Linked DNA regions of Sus scrofa: all the other regions are linked to region 2. Evidence: chromatin contacts called from public HiChIP or PLAC-seq data. All regions are on one chromosome and are shown on one strand. The core of a region is the stretch at or near the end of the contact, and the rest is flanking DNA. Distances in the headings are between cores, read along the strand shown. Region 1 holds the start of ATP2B4 (plasma membrane calcium-transporting ATPase 4). Region 2 holds the start of BTG2 (BTG anti-proliferation factor 2). Region 3 holds the start of ZC3H11A (zinc finger CCCH domain-containing protein 11A).

Evidence for each region. HiChIP or PLAC-seq counts read pairs in DNA pulled down with a chosen protein or histone mark.
Region 1: an H3K27ac HiChIP or PLAC-seq map of skeletal muscle shows a contact between it and region 2. The contact joins the promoter of ATP2B4 here to the promoter of BTG2 in region 2. A contact is called at or near these places in 1 of 5 promoter capture datasets (fetal liver) and 2 of 2 datasets of contacts at active chromatin or transcription factors (alveolar macrophages and skeletal muscle).
Region 3: a contact with region 2 is called in an H3K27ac HiChIP or PLAC-seq map of alveolar macrophages. The contact joins the promoter of ZC3H11A here to the promoter of BTG2 in region 2. A contact is called at or near these places in 1 of 5 promoter capture datasets (fetal liver), 1 of 47 Hi-C or Micro-C datasets (skeletal muscle) and 1 of 2 datasets of contacts at active chromatin or transcription factors (alveolar macrophages).

The regions. Positions count from the first base shown.
Region 1 is chr9:64,334,074-64,338,301 of Sscrofa11.1, forward strand. It overlaps ATP2B4 (plasma membrane calcium-transporting ATPase 4), which reads left to right and starts at 2,281. Exons shown (of 21, transcript XM_021063194.1): 1 at 2,281-2,813.
Region 2 is chr9:64,031,920-64,036,449 of Sscrofa11.1, forward strand. BTG2 (BTG anti-proliferation factor 2) reads left to right here and starts at 1,934. Exons shown (of 2, transcript NM_001097505.2): 1 at 1,934-2,186; 2 at 3,453-4,530. The coding sequence starts at 2,033. The coding sequence ends at 3,787.
Region 3 is chr9:64,517,351-64,521,633 of Sscrofa11.1, forward strand. It overlaps ZC3H11A (zinc finger CCCH domain-containing protein 11A), which reads left to right and starts at 1,545. Exons shown (of 19, transcript XM_005656653.2): 1 at 1,545-1,876.

The DNA of each region.
Region 1 (4,228 bases), core at 1,031-3,530, 300 kb after region 2:
ACTACCAACACTCATTGGCTGCTAACAGGTCAAGTTGTTGCAATCCGACAGGGAATGTGACAAGCCACTAAATCTGAACTCTGTTCAGCTGATTCCTTTCCTCTCAACCCTGCGCTTCCCCAACAATTGATCTGGGCTCCTGAAGCTGACATTTTTGGTGAGAGTTTCCAAACTCTAACAAAGTACCATCCCTATCCCTGCCATCAGTTCTCCTATGGAAAATGCCCTGGGGAGTGGGGTGGGATAGACCAGAGGAGTTGGGAGAGAGGCAGAGGGTGAATGAGAGCCTATCTCACCTTTGGGGTCCTCTAAATGCCAAGGAGAAGGCTTTCAATCCCTAGGAAGAAAGGACTGCTTGGAAAACAATCCATGGTGACCCTAACTTCCTCTCCACCCCTGTAACCTTCCATGGCCTGGGCTGGGCTGGGAAGGAGAGACACAAAGACAGACAGGGGCTTATTTTGGATTCAGCTCCCAAGATAGATGGCAGTAGGCAGTCTCTAGCACCACATTAGGAAACTCTGAGTTCTGAGCCCAGCCCAACTACTCTTGGGTTTCTTTACTTTTGTCTGTTTAACTTTCCCTAGCTCAGAAATAGGATATGGATGAGCTATCCAAAAATATTAAGATAGACTCATAAGATGGTTCTTCATCCTGGGGTAGGGAGGATGGATGGCAGAGGAGGACAGGTGTGGTGGGAGGTGTTGGGTTAGGAAAGGAGGATCAAAGAGATCTCCTCCCAAACCCTGAAGCTGTGGCCATTGAGACAGGCAGGGACCTGGGACCTGGGACCCTTTGCTGCGGTGGCTGCAGTGCTTGCACCTGGACAAACATCTCCCAGAGCAACAAAATACAAAGAAACTGTAAGTGTTTAAAAATAGCTTCATACATGCGCAGTTGGGACAGATTATGGGCAAGAAGATACAAAAAAACTAAAAACGCAACTACCACTTCTGAAGAGCAGAGAGTAAAAGCAGGGTAATAGGCCTGCCCCCTGCACACAGTCACCAAAGAGCAGACCACCTAAGCCACTCCTCTGGCCCAACCTCTGGAGCCGCCCCTACACTCACCCCAAATAAGGAGCCAGCTCGTATCCCATCCCCACCCCAGCGAGCCAGCAAGGGAAACCGTTGGAAACTGCTGCAGGGGCCCCAGTAAAGCCTAACCTGAGTTTTCCTGTCTGGCCTCTTATCAATTTCCAATGATTAAGAAAGCTAAGAGCCCAGGATGATAATACTCAGCTTCTCCACATCCTAGTTTACCACTCTAATCTGTGAGGTGTGTCACCCTGCCTTCATTAGCAAGTGAGTGTTTGTGTGTGTGCTGAGGTCTACGGCGTGGGAATTTATCAGTCAATGAAGATATGCAGTGTGAACCAGTCGGGGATGCATGTTTGCACTTGAAAGCCAGAAGGTTTTAGGCGAAATCTATGGGTGGCACTGTTGCACAATGCTGGTGGGTGTGTGGCTGCTGGGGTGTGATTTAACAGTTTACAGTCTGTGTATAAGTGTACCTGGATGTCTGAGTGTGTGCAAATTAAAATGGAAATGTGTACTGTAGCATGATACAAGTGCAGGAAAGTACACAGACTGGCTTTGGAGTCAGTCTGACTTGGGCTTGCATCCTTGCTCTGTTATTATTAAACAGATGTGGAAGCTTGGGCGAGTCACTGATTCTCAATTTCCTGAACTCTGAAATGAAGATAATAAGTACCTTTCAAGATCGCCATGAGCATTAGAAACGAAACCATATATGCAAAGCTTTTGGTGCCATAGCCCACACGTAGTAGGACTGAAAAACAGGCAGCTATTATGCACTGTGGATGTACCTCTGATGGGTACAGAGGCAAGCGGGAGCCAAGTGTGACCCGGGACTGTGTGTGTGAAATCTGGGTGAGGAGTGTCTACTAAGGTGTGTCTATAAGCAAAGCTATGTACTGGTGTGTATGTCTGAGCAATTCCTTTTCCTCCTCCAGGGAGCCCCTCCTTCAGACCAGCGGCAGGTGGGTGGCAGGGAATTGTACAAGTTTTCACAGCCACCTTGGGTTCCCGGGTCCTGGTTCTAAGTGAGTTAAGAGTTTGAGCGGAGCTGCAGGAAACCAACCGCCTGCAAAAGCTTCCTTTTTTTCCCTCCACCCAGCAACGGTTGAATACCGCCACCCACATCCACTCCCACCTCCACCCCCACCCTGCCTTCCTTTTAACGAGGGAGAGCAAGGGCGGGGGGGAAACCCCACAGAAAAGAGGATTCCTCCCCTTCTCCCCCAGTCCCCCTTAAGACAAATCAGGAAGAAGCCGCAGCTCGCCATCGGGCCACCTTAACAGTAGAGTAATGGTCTGGCCTCTCGCCAAGTCCCGCCCTCTTCCAGCCCTCGCTCCTCCCCTTTCTCCTCCCGCCCAGGCCCGGCTGGTGAGCAGGAGTCTGGCCCGAGTTGGCTGGAGCTGTTGCCATGACAAGCATTTTCTTAAGAAAGCTCTGCTGTTGAGACCGTCTGAAGCGGGGGGTTGAAGGGGGGGCACGAACTTCCTGGGGAACGGTCTCCCCGAGGAGGGCAAGCCCAGAGACACCCGCCCAGCTCCCAGCACCCTTTTCTTCCAGGAACCTGAGAGGTCCTTTCCTTTGGGAGGGCTAGGGGAGGAGACCCAGCCCACTCCCCGGTCGTAGCTGGAAAGGCAGGAGAGACCAGCCAGCATCTCCGGCGTGGTTGCCACACGGGGGACACCGGTGGGTCGTCACCCCCCCCTACCTCTGTCCATGGAAACCCGGAGAAAGAGTCCCGCGTGGAGAAGCCTGGATCTCTGCTAGAAAGAAAGGTAGGTTTGCAGAGAATGAATTGAATCTTGATTTGCAAACTTAGTTTCTTTCTTTCCTTTCAGTGGCTGATAAAATTCTCTGAATTTCCTCTTCCTAGCATATTTCTTGCAGCTGGGTTTAGGGGTGTGTGTGTCTGTGCTCGCGCACAGATTTGTCAAATACTATATTTCCTTCCTAGACTCAGTTCTGAGAAACGTATAATCAAACAAGTGATTTCTCTTTTTTTCCTTCGAGTTTTTGTCATTCCTGGGCTGTGGGGCTAGGGAAGTGGAGAGACTGTATTTTTCATACCCAAATGGAGCTTTTGGAAAAAGCATTTATTTTCCCCCATTCGTTCCTGCCCTCCCCTCCCCCTTGGCTTGGGAATGAGACGCAGAATGGAAAACTGTTGCAAAAATATTTTCCGCGTCTGTTCCCTTTCTTGAAAGCCCCAAAGAGAGATGGGAAAAAAAAAAAAAAAAAAAAGAACTGAGTACAAAATGCTCAACAGGAAGGAGGGGCTGCATCGGGGACTGGGAGAGGGGCTCACTGGGGGATGGGTGGAGGTAGGCGCTAGAAGTTGCAAGTGGGGAAGGGCAGTGCACAAATTAAATTTCTTTGGCTTTGTAGGGAAACCTCAGCAGTTTCTCTCTACCGCTCGCAAAACATCCTCAGACTTTCACGTCTATAATTAGCAGTGGAAAAAGCTGGGAGTTCCCTTGTACTGCTGTTGTTTGAGTGTGTGTGGAGCGTCAAGAACCAACTGTATGAGTGTCTCTGAGGGCACCGCCCCGTACATCGCTGGTCAAAAGGGGAGAAAGCAGAAGGGGTGAAGTTTGAAAGTTTGCAGTTTCAAGGCTGGTGACCGTGGGGCTGGTGAGTGTTTGGCGGTTGGGGGTTGCCACAGGCATCCTTGGGAGGGTCCCCGAGCAGCCTGGGCCACTTGCTAAAGAGCTAGAAATTAAGACTGGGATTGTCCCTCCTGCTTGTCGTTCACAAACACACTCACTCAAATACTTGGCTCGCTCTCGTGGTGGAGGAGGCCGGCTGGCATCCTCCCCAGGCAAGTCCAGCCTCACACACTCCTCCATCTCACTGAAGGACCCACCGCTTTTCTCTTGCTGGCTGTGGAGGACCCAGGAGTGTCTGGCCACATCCCGGGAGAGAGTGGGCACTCTGCTGGCCAGAGACACCACCCTCCTGGGCATTCCTGCCTGACTTAGAATAACTTGCAGACGGATGTCGGCGCCAGCCGGCCTGGTAGGGGGGAATCTCAGCTGAAGAAATAGGCGGGCACTCAACTGACACCACTGGGGGAGGGGAAGTAAAATCCCACTGTAGCCTGCCACCTCCTCCTTTGGGTGGGGTGTCTGGCAGGGAGTCTTAAGATCCTCCCGGATGTCCTCTATCTCCTAGTTGCCCCTTCTTGCCCATT
Region 2 (4,530 bases), core at 684-3,183:
GCAGGAGGTAATGGCATGAGCTTTGGTGCAGCACAGCCGGGACATTTCAGGCATACAAGGAATGGGGACCATATTTCCAGGCCAGACAGGGATCATGGGCAAAATGCTGAAGGCTCTGAGATGCTTAGAGAAGACTGAAGAGAATGACTGGGGAGCACAAAGTGTCAGAAACCTAAAAAGGTAGAATGGGGCCAAATTATGAAAGGACTTAACTATTAGGCAATAGAGTCCAGATTTAATGCAGTAGACAAATGGAGGGTGTCTCAGAATGATCTGAGCCAAAAGAAGAGCAAGTAAATACAGACCTTTAGGAAGGGGAGTCTATTAACAGTGAGAAGGATGATTGGGGGATAGGATTTGAAAGAGTCCACTGCAATCATCCAGATCAAGAAGCAACAAGTTTTGGGACTGGATCTGAGGAGCAAAATCCAAGGTGAAGCCAAGAGTAGTCTGAGTTTTCTGGGTGGAGTGCCTGGAGAAATGATGGTATCTCTGATAGAAATGGAGATCTGGAAGAGAGCTGGCCTTGGAGAAGACAGTGGACTTAGACTGACATTAATGTGGTAGCTGGACTTTCAAGGGGAGAGACAGAGCAGGTGGTAGGAGGGGCAGAATGAAAGAACAGATGGACAGACTATATGTGTAGGAAAGTCAATTTTCAAAAGTAAATGTCAAAATGGACATGGGTAGGATTGCTCTGAGGAAAGAAAGTGGAGAGATTAGGTGGGGAAGAGGAGTGAGTGGGCATAGTGAGAGAACAGGGAGGAGGAACGGATCCAGGGCAGAGAGGGCCAGGGAAGGAAGCAGAGAAGCCTGGGGTAAGGAAAAGGATGGGAGACTGCCTCCAGATAAAGGTGGTCAGTAGGGCCCAGAGTTCAAGGAAAACAAGAATTTACAGAGGCCATTGAGTTTGATTCATTTAACATATTTTTTCCACTTTTATTTTCTTGGCCAGCCCAAGGCATATGGAGTTCCCCAGCCAACTGCACTTGTGACCTAAGCAGGTGAGTCAGATCCATAACCCACTGTGCCAGGCAGGGGATAGAACCTGCATCTCAGCACTCCCAAGAGGCCACAGATCCCACTGCGCCACAGCGGGACTCCTCATTTAACATATATTATGGGCGCCTAGGTATGCCAGACCCCGGGGTACAGGTTAGGAGTTATCCCTATTCAACAGATCTCTAGGTGTGCCAGTGATGGTGCCAGTTTGAGCCTGGTCCCCGGTGTGAAAAAGGAAAACCTAAAAATCTTGCACCACTCCTTCCAGCCCTACCCACCCAAGACTAGGTGAAACGCGGATGTTTCTACGCAAGAGAGAAGGCTGTAGAGGAAGAGCAGAACTTGAAGAAATTGATATTACTGTGGAAATAAACAGAAGACTCAGTACTCATTTCCAGAGAACCTAGAGGACCCATTCTGACTAGTTAACAAAGCGGCAGCAAAGCGGTAAAATAGTGACAAAGCGTCTGGGTGAGTCGTTCTAACAGTGTGTGGTTGAAAATGTGGGCATCAGAAAAGGGGTGGGGAAGGTGATGTCAGCGAAGGCTTCTTGGAGGAGGTGGCCTTTAATCTGTCCTGAAGTATAGGAGAAGCGGAGAGGTCGAGGCATTCCCAGTTTGAAGTGTCCTTCTCCTTCGGCCCCTCCCCGGTTCCCCTCTCCCGGCTAGCACCCAGGCTCAGGTTCCCAGCACTGACGTCAGCTGTTGATGACCTCAGCTCCGTGGCAGCGGCGCTGGGGGTAGGGGCGGCGCCGAGACTGAGGGCGCGCGGGGTGGGGAGGGGGAAGAAGGGAGCGGAGCGGAGTGGGCGGGGCGAACTCGGGGCTCCGCCCCTATCCGCTGGCGACGGCCAATGGGCTCCGCCGCAGGTTCCCCCTCCTCTCGAAATAGTATGAAAGGCACCTCTCGGGTAAAGTTTGGGCAGAGCCGGAGAGGCAGCCGAGCTACCCTAGGCTTTCAAGCTCGCACGTCCCACCGGAGCCTCTCACTGATTCCCCGCCGCCACCACCGTTCCCTGAGCCGCGAAAGACATGAGCCAGGCCCGCTGGACCGGGAAGAGAACAGATATGCTCCCGGAGATCGCTGCCGCTGTAGGTTTCCTCTCCAGCCTCCTCAGGACCCGGGGCTGCGTGAGCGAGCAGCGACTCAAGGTTTTCAGCGGGGCTCTCCAGGAGGCACTGACAGGTGAGCACTTGAAGAGGGTCCTGGCGCCAGGCGAACCCTGCCACCGGAACTCGGCCCCCCTCCCTGCCTGAGGCATCTTTCCTCCCAACCTGCGGTAGAGTTCCCCACTCCAGCAGCTCCGGGAATCTGTTTCCCTCCATCTCCCCAGGCGGTTCTCAGTATCTACCCTTATTCCCTTGGGTCAGGTCTCCCCTCTCTGGCCCCGCTCTCGGGTCGGGTCCCGGTCCTTGGAGGTTCTGGTTGGGCGTGCCCCTCCACGCTGTAGCGGGCACAAACCGTAGTCTGAGTGCGATACCAAGTTCCTGGCTTATGTCGAGGAAGAGGAGTACCTGCTGGTCTGAGTGAGGGCTCATTTCTTTCACTGGACCCCGAGACCCGTAAGGGACGCTGTAGGTGGCAAAGCCGGGCGGTCCGAGGGGTCCTTATGGAACTAGAAGGAGCAACTGAACCTTCTCAACGACCTGGAGTCCCAGCCGTGGTCCTTCCAGTGGTGCGGGGCTGCACTGTGCCTGGGTCTGTTGTTGACTCACTCCAAGTTGGAATCCGGGCCCCCTTTGTGTTCTCTGGCCCCCCCTTAGCCATCTGCCATCAATTATGGTACCAAGGGAGACTTGGCGTGTGTTGGGGCTGGGGGCTGTGAGGCGGCTTGAGACGCAGGAGGCTGACAAGAGATAAGCAGCCGCTGGCTGGGGAGAGACCTATCTCCCAGCTGTTTCTAGCAGGTTGGCCTGTGGTCTTGGGCAGCGATAGCCATCTCCCGTCGTGCCCACACAGATCCTGCCTTCTAAGGAACAGCCTATGTCTCCTTAAAACATCCTAGTTTTGCCTCTCTTAGCCACTGCTGCTGGTCCCTTACTTTTCAAGGAGGCAGGGGGGCCGCTGAGGCACACGGTGGGTCCAGCAGTAAGGGCAGCCTTCTTGGGCTGAAACTTCAGCTCATAGGTCTCCAGAGGCCTTGCCTGGACATGCCAGCCCGTCACACCCCTCCTCCTTAAACCGGGGATGTGCCAAAGACAATATACTGGCTACACCCTTCCAATACACATACACCCCTGTCCTGGAGGAGGGGTCTTTCCAGATTCCCTAATTTTTCTTTTTTCCTGCTACAGCATCAGGAGGGTCCTGAAACTCATGAGAAACCATGTTGCTTACTTAGAATTACTACGTCCCTTCCTCTCCTCTTCCTTCACCCCTACCCTCCTTGTGGTAGCATCCATGGCCCGGCTGCTCTAACCAGGGTATATCCCCCTTGTTCTGTCTCCACAGAGCACTACAAACACCACTGGTTTCCTGAAAAGCCATCCAAGGGCTCTGGCTACCGCTGCATTCGCATCAACCACAAAATGGACCCCATCATCAGTAAAGTGGCTAGCCAGATTGGACTCAGTCAGCCCCAGCTGCACCAGCTGCTGCCCAGCGAGCTGACCCTGTGGGTGGACCCCTATGAAGTGTCCTATCGCATCGGGGAGGATGGCTCCATCTGTGTCCTGTACGAGGAGGCCCCGGTGGCCACCTCCTATGGGCTCCTCACCTGCAAGAACCAAATGATGCTGGGCAGGAGCAGCCCCTCGAAGAACTACGTCATGGCGGTCTCCAGTTAGATCCCCTGTGGCCCCCACCTGGCACTCTACTGTACTCATTCTGCCTGCCGTGACAACAGGCCATTGCATACCTCAACCTGGGGAACTGTATTTTAAATGAAGAGCTATTTATATATATATTATTTTTTTTTTTAAGAAAAGAGGAGAAAAAAAAAAAAACCAAAAGATTTTTTTTAAGAAAAAAATCCTTAAAGGGAGCTGCTTGGAAGTGGCCTCCCCAGGTGCCTTTGGAGAGAATCGTTGTGCGCTTGAGTCTGGGAGCCAGTGTCTGCCTATGGGAGGGGGGAAAGTTCAGGGGGCGGGTCTGGTCAAGGTGATGGGGGAGAGGCTTGGCTAGCACCCCAGGAAGTTGTGAGAAGGAGCAAGCAAGGTTAGCAACTGTGAATGAGAGAGGTCAGGATCTGTCCTGGATGGAGAAGAGAGGCTGAGTTCTAACCTCTCCCTCTTCTAACCAGGACACCTGCATCCCCAGCCCCTCTCTTACTCAGGGGCATTCAAACCTGGACTTAAATTATGCTATATTGCCTAATCTTTCTCTTTTATTTTTCTAATGAGATCCTAGGCAGAGAGTGAAAAAGCCTCTCTTGATTCCTTCTGTCCTGAACAGTTTTTCTTAAAATCATGACTTATTTCTAATTCTATTCTCAGGGGCCTATGGATGTTGCTACCCACCAAGAATATAAAGCTTTTTGTTTGGGGGTTCAGGGGAGTGAGGCAGGGGTTGCAGGTTATTGGAGTTGGGA
Region 3 (4,283 bases), core at 295-2,794, 490 kb after region 2:
TGGATTATTATTTGGAGAAAGGTAGAAAGATGGGGGGAATCTGATCAGGCAGATTGCCTCACTAGTGCTGTTAAGAAATTTCACTCTGGGAGAAGCTGAAACTGCAGTTAGTTTAGGTATTAGGTCTTGGTGGTGATAAACATAAGCAGATGCCATTTGGGGACCTAATGCGGTCTTTTAAAACATTTTTCTTTTAGGGCCACACCTGTGGCATATGGAAGTTCCCAGGCTAGGGGTTGAATTGGAACTGTAGCTGCTGGCCACAGCAACACCAGATCCGAGCCTCGACTGCAGCCTACACTGCAGCTCATGACAACACCAGATCTTTAACCCACTGACTGTGGCCAGGCATTGAACCCACATCTTCATGGATACTAGTCGGATTCGTTACTGCTGAGACACAACAGGAACTCCCTCTTTTTACACTTTATATAGTAGACCAAGCAGATGCATCCTGCAAGCCCTAGTCTGGAGAACCCGTCAGCAATTTGGAAAGGCTTCTATTAAACTGAAAAACCTTAGGTGTTGTGGCACAGATGGAAATTGGTTACCAGGAACCTGCTTGTTAGGGCTGGTTGACATGGCAATCACAGAGTATTGTCATGTAAGGCAGGGATGATTGGGGCTAGGATTCTAGTGTTGTGGCTTCTCACTTTGAAGGGAGATAAAAGCTCAAGTGCCAAGAGACTCAACACCTCTCTGACCTGATACTTACCCAGTCCTGGACTGGCTGTGACTCCCTCACGAAGCTGGTAGTTGGCAAAACAAACCCAAGAGGAAGTAAAAGGTGCCTGGAGTCCTATGTGCTTTCCCATTAAGTGTATCCTTTCTTAACAGCAGAACTACATCCTTTATCCAAGTTCAGTAAAATGCTGCCACCCAAGTAAGTTCTGTTGAGCCTATATGCCAGGGTACACTATATATATTTAAGTGTATTTGCATATTAAAAAGTTATAAAGAATACATGCTAAATTAATGATAGGTTATTTCTCAGGAATGAGATTTATGGAGACAAATTTTGTACTCTACTTAAATTTTAAGAACCCACTTACATGTATTTTATAATAGGAGGAAAAAAGTAAAGATATTTAAATGGAAAATACAGGCTAATATTAATAATGAAGTGGGTAGGCGACTAATGTTTTTCCTTTTCATGTCTCAACCCTCATGAACTTTTTAAATGACCACGAATTATTTTTCTAATACGAAAATTTGTTTTAAGGGGAAAAAAAAAACTGAAACCCATTCACTACTTCAAATAAAAATAACTGTTCAATAAAATTTTAAAAATAATAAATGCACAAATCTTTCAACATCGCATGGGAAAAACAGTTTATTTCTAAATCAGATTTATACAGGATTTGAACAATTTACTCATTATTCATAATCAACTTATTTAAATTCAACTTTCTGGTAAGAATAAACTGAACGCTTACAGTCTCGTGGACACAATTCTCGCGCTTCCCCGCTTATTACGTCAATTTCATTACACAATTTTTAAAAAAAAATCAAAGACAGTTTCAAGAAACCCGTGACCTTCTAAAGCGCATTCCTTGGAAAGGCAGGGCCTCCACGGTTTAGCACCTCCCCTCTCACGTGACCCTGTCACCCGAGGAAGCCATCTTAAGCATCGCCTCATAGAGGAAAACTACATCTCCCAGAATCCTTGCGCTTTGCGTCGTGCTGGCACTTTTACTGGCCGGATCTTAGAACTGAACCTGTAGCCAGGCGCCATCTTTGACTCTGGCAGTCTTGGATTTCTGCTGGTGTTGCTGCTGAGAGGACGGCGGACGGCAGCGGCTAAGAAAGAAGAAAGACGTGGCAGCAGCGGGAGTCGTGGATAGTGTCGTCGGTTCGGTAAAGTTTCTGTTCTCCGGTAACTAGACCCGTTTTTTTGCTTCCCGGGTGGCTCGGGGCCGGGGAGGTGGGGGAGAGGGCGAGGGGAGTGGCCGCGGCCTCCCCTCGCCCCTGGGTCGCGGCCTAGCCCGGGAAGTCAGAGCGGGTCCTTCGGCCCGGTGGTAAAGACCGGCTCCCCCACCTCCGGGCCGCTGCCGTCGCCAGGGCGGCCTGGGAGCCCCAGGCTCCAGCTCCCAGGCCCATCTACCCCCACCCTCCTTCACCCCACCCCCACGGGGCCTGCTCCTTTTCCCAACCAGTCTTCCTCCCTTCCCCCACATCCGGTGTTGGCGAAACTGTAGGAGCCGGGAGCAGCCCCGGGAAACCGACTTGTTCCCCTACTCCCGGAGGAGAACTGACAACTACGTTGCTTTCTCTGGGGCAGCAGTTTCCTTAGTTTTAGCGAACCCCACTGCCTAAATCAAATTGAATGCCAGGAGCTGATTTTACCTACTCTCATTCCTCTCCAGGGTCCCACTACTTGGGAGATTTTCTCAAACTCCACATACAGAAAGCCACCGATCTTATTCCGGTATCCTACACCCCTTTCCTACCTTAATTACACTCCCACCCCCAGCCCTCAGCATCGGAGTCAAGAGCAACAGGGACACTTCCGTTCTCCTTGTAGGATTGATGAAACCGTAATGAAGAACGCCCCCTAAACTCCCATAATCGGTGCGGATTCCTATGGGGAAGGCCCATATTGTTGACATCTTCCAGGCCTTGGTTCTGGACCTTGAGAAGGAGGCTGAACTAGTGATAGCGATGCTTTTTAGGGTAATTGTATGTAGGTATTGGGGGAAGGGGAGGGATCAACCAAGAAGGCATGACACTGATTTAAAACTCATATTTCATTTTCTGCTGCTCATATAGAGTCCAACTTAGGAGTTACTCATTTGCAGGCTGTAAGGCTTCTCCGGTCTAAAAATGTCTGAAAACCAAGTATGGATTAACTCTTGATACAGATAGTAAATTAGAAATTCAGTTTGTAATCTTACTTTAAAATTTTACTCTCAAAGCATTTTTTTTTTTAAAAGCTACCTACATTTTTAAAAAATTGTGTTACTTTTAGCTAGAGCTGAAAGGGTCAACAGGCATTTGCTGTTAATGACCAGTATGTGGAGTCTGATTTAGCTTTCCAGAATTGACTTTTGGGGTTGTATTGGCAAATCACAGTCTTAAATAATGGATATTAAATGATGCACTATGTTTTTGTTTAAATGAAATTTACTGAAAATAATTCCAGAATTAAGGGGATTTGATGTTGCTGTCGTGAGGCAACATAAAAGATACGTATTTTAAAAGCTAAAACATTTCAAGCAGATACAGTTCTTGATGAATCATAAAGAATATGGACCATAGATTTGGAAGACTTGGTTTTTAGCTGCTACTAACTCTGACGCTGGAAAAGTAGACCTCAGTTTTCTTTTCTGTAACATGAGGAGATTGGACTATTTGAATTCAGAACTCAGAAAGTTGGAAGGGATCTTAAAGCCCTCTGTAAAAGAGTTTGGGAATGAGCTCCATTGCTGTCACTTTTCCTCCAAAAATAACCTGGCATGGAAGTCATTGGTCCAGTGGGAATTTGACTCCCCATAGAAACTGGAGAAAAGGTAATGCAAGTAGAGAGGAACAGCTGTATATCTGTTTGAGGAATAAACCCACTAACAGATTCTGCTACGAATTTTGGAGACATAAAAAGAATGAGTATATGTACCTTAAGTGTACCAGTGTCCTCACTCTCTCCTGGCAGAAGATGTAGCACTTTTAGTGGTGCTGGGATTCTGGGCTGTGTTCCTATTAATTCTAATACAGATGAAGAAGATGTGGTAGAGGGAAAGATGGTGGCAGAAGGAGTGGATAAAGAGGCAAAATTGCCTGCCAAAAAGAAAAGAAAGAAGGGTTTGCGAATTAAGGGGAAAAGGCGACGAAAGAAACTGATCCTTGCAAAAAAGTTTAGTAAGGATTTGGGATCTGGGAGGCCTGTTGCAAGCACTACTGCTTTGTTAGCGTCTGATGCCCCTGAGCATGATGAAGAAAGTCTTTTTGAGAGTAATATAGAAAAACAGATCTATTTACCTAGTACTAGAGCAAAGACTTCCATTGTGTGGCACTTCTTTCATGTTGACCCCCAGTATACCTGGCGGGCAATTTGTAACCTCTGTGAAAAAAGTGTTAGCAGGGGTAAACCAGGTAGCCATCTTGGGACATCTACTCTCCAACGACATCTACAGGCAAGGCACTCACCTCACTGGACTAGGGCCAACAAATTTGGAGTTACTAGTGGGGAGGAGGATTTTACTTTGGATGTACCTTTATCTCCCTCTTCTGCTGGAAGCAATGGAAGCTTTGAATATCTCTCTACTGATCCATTAGATGATAGTGGA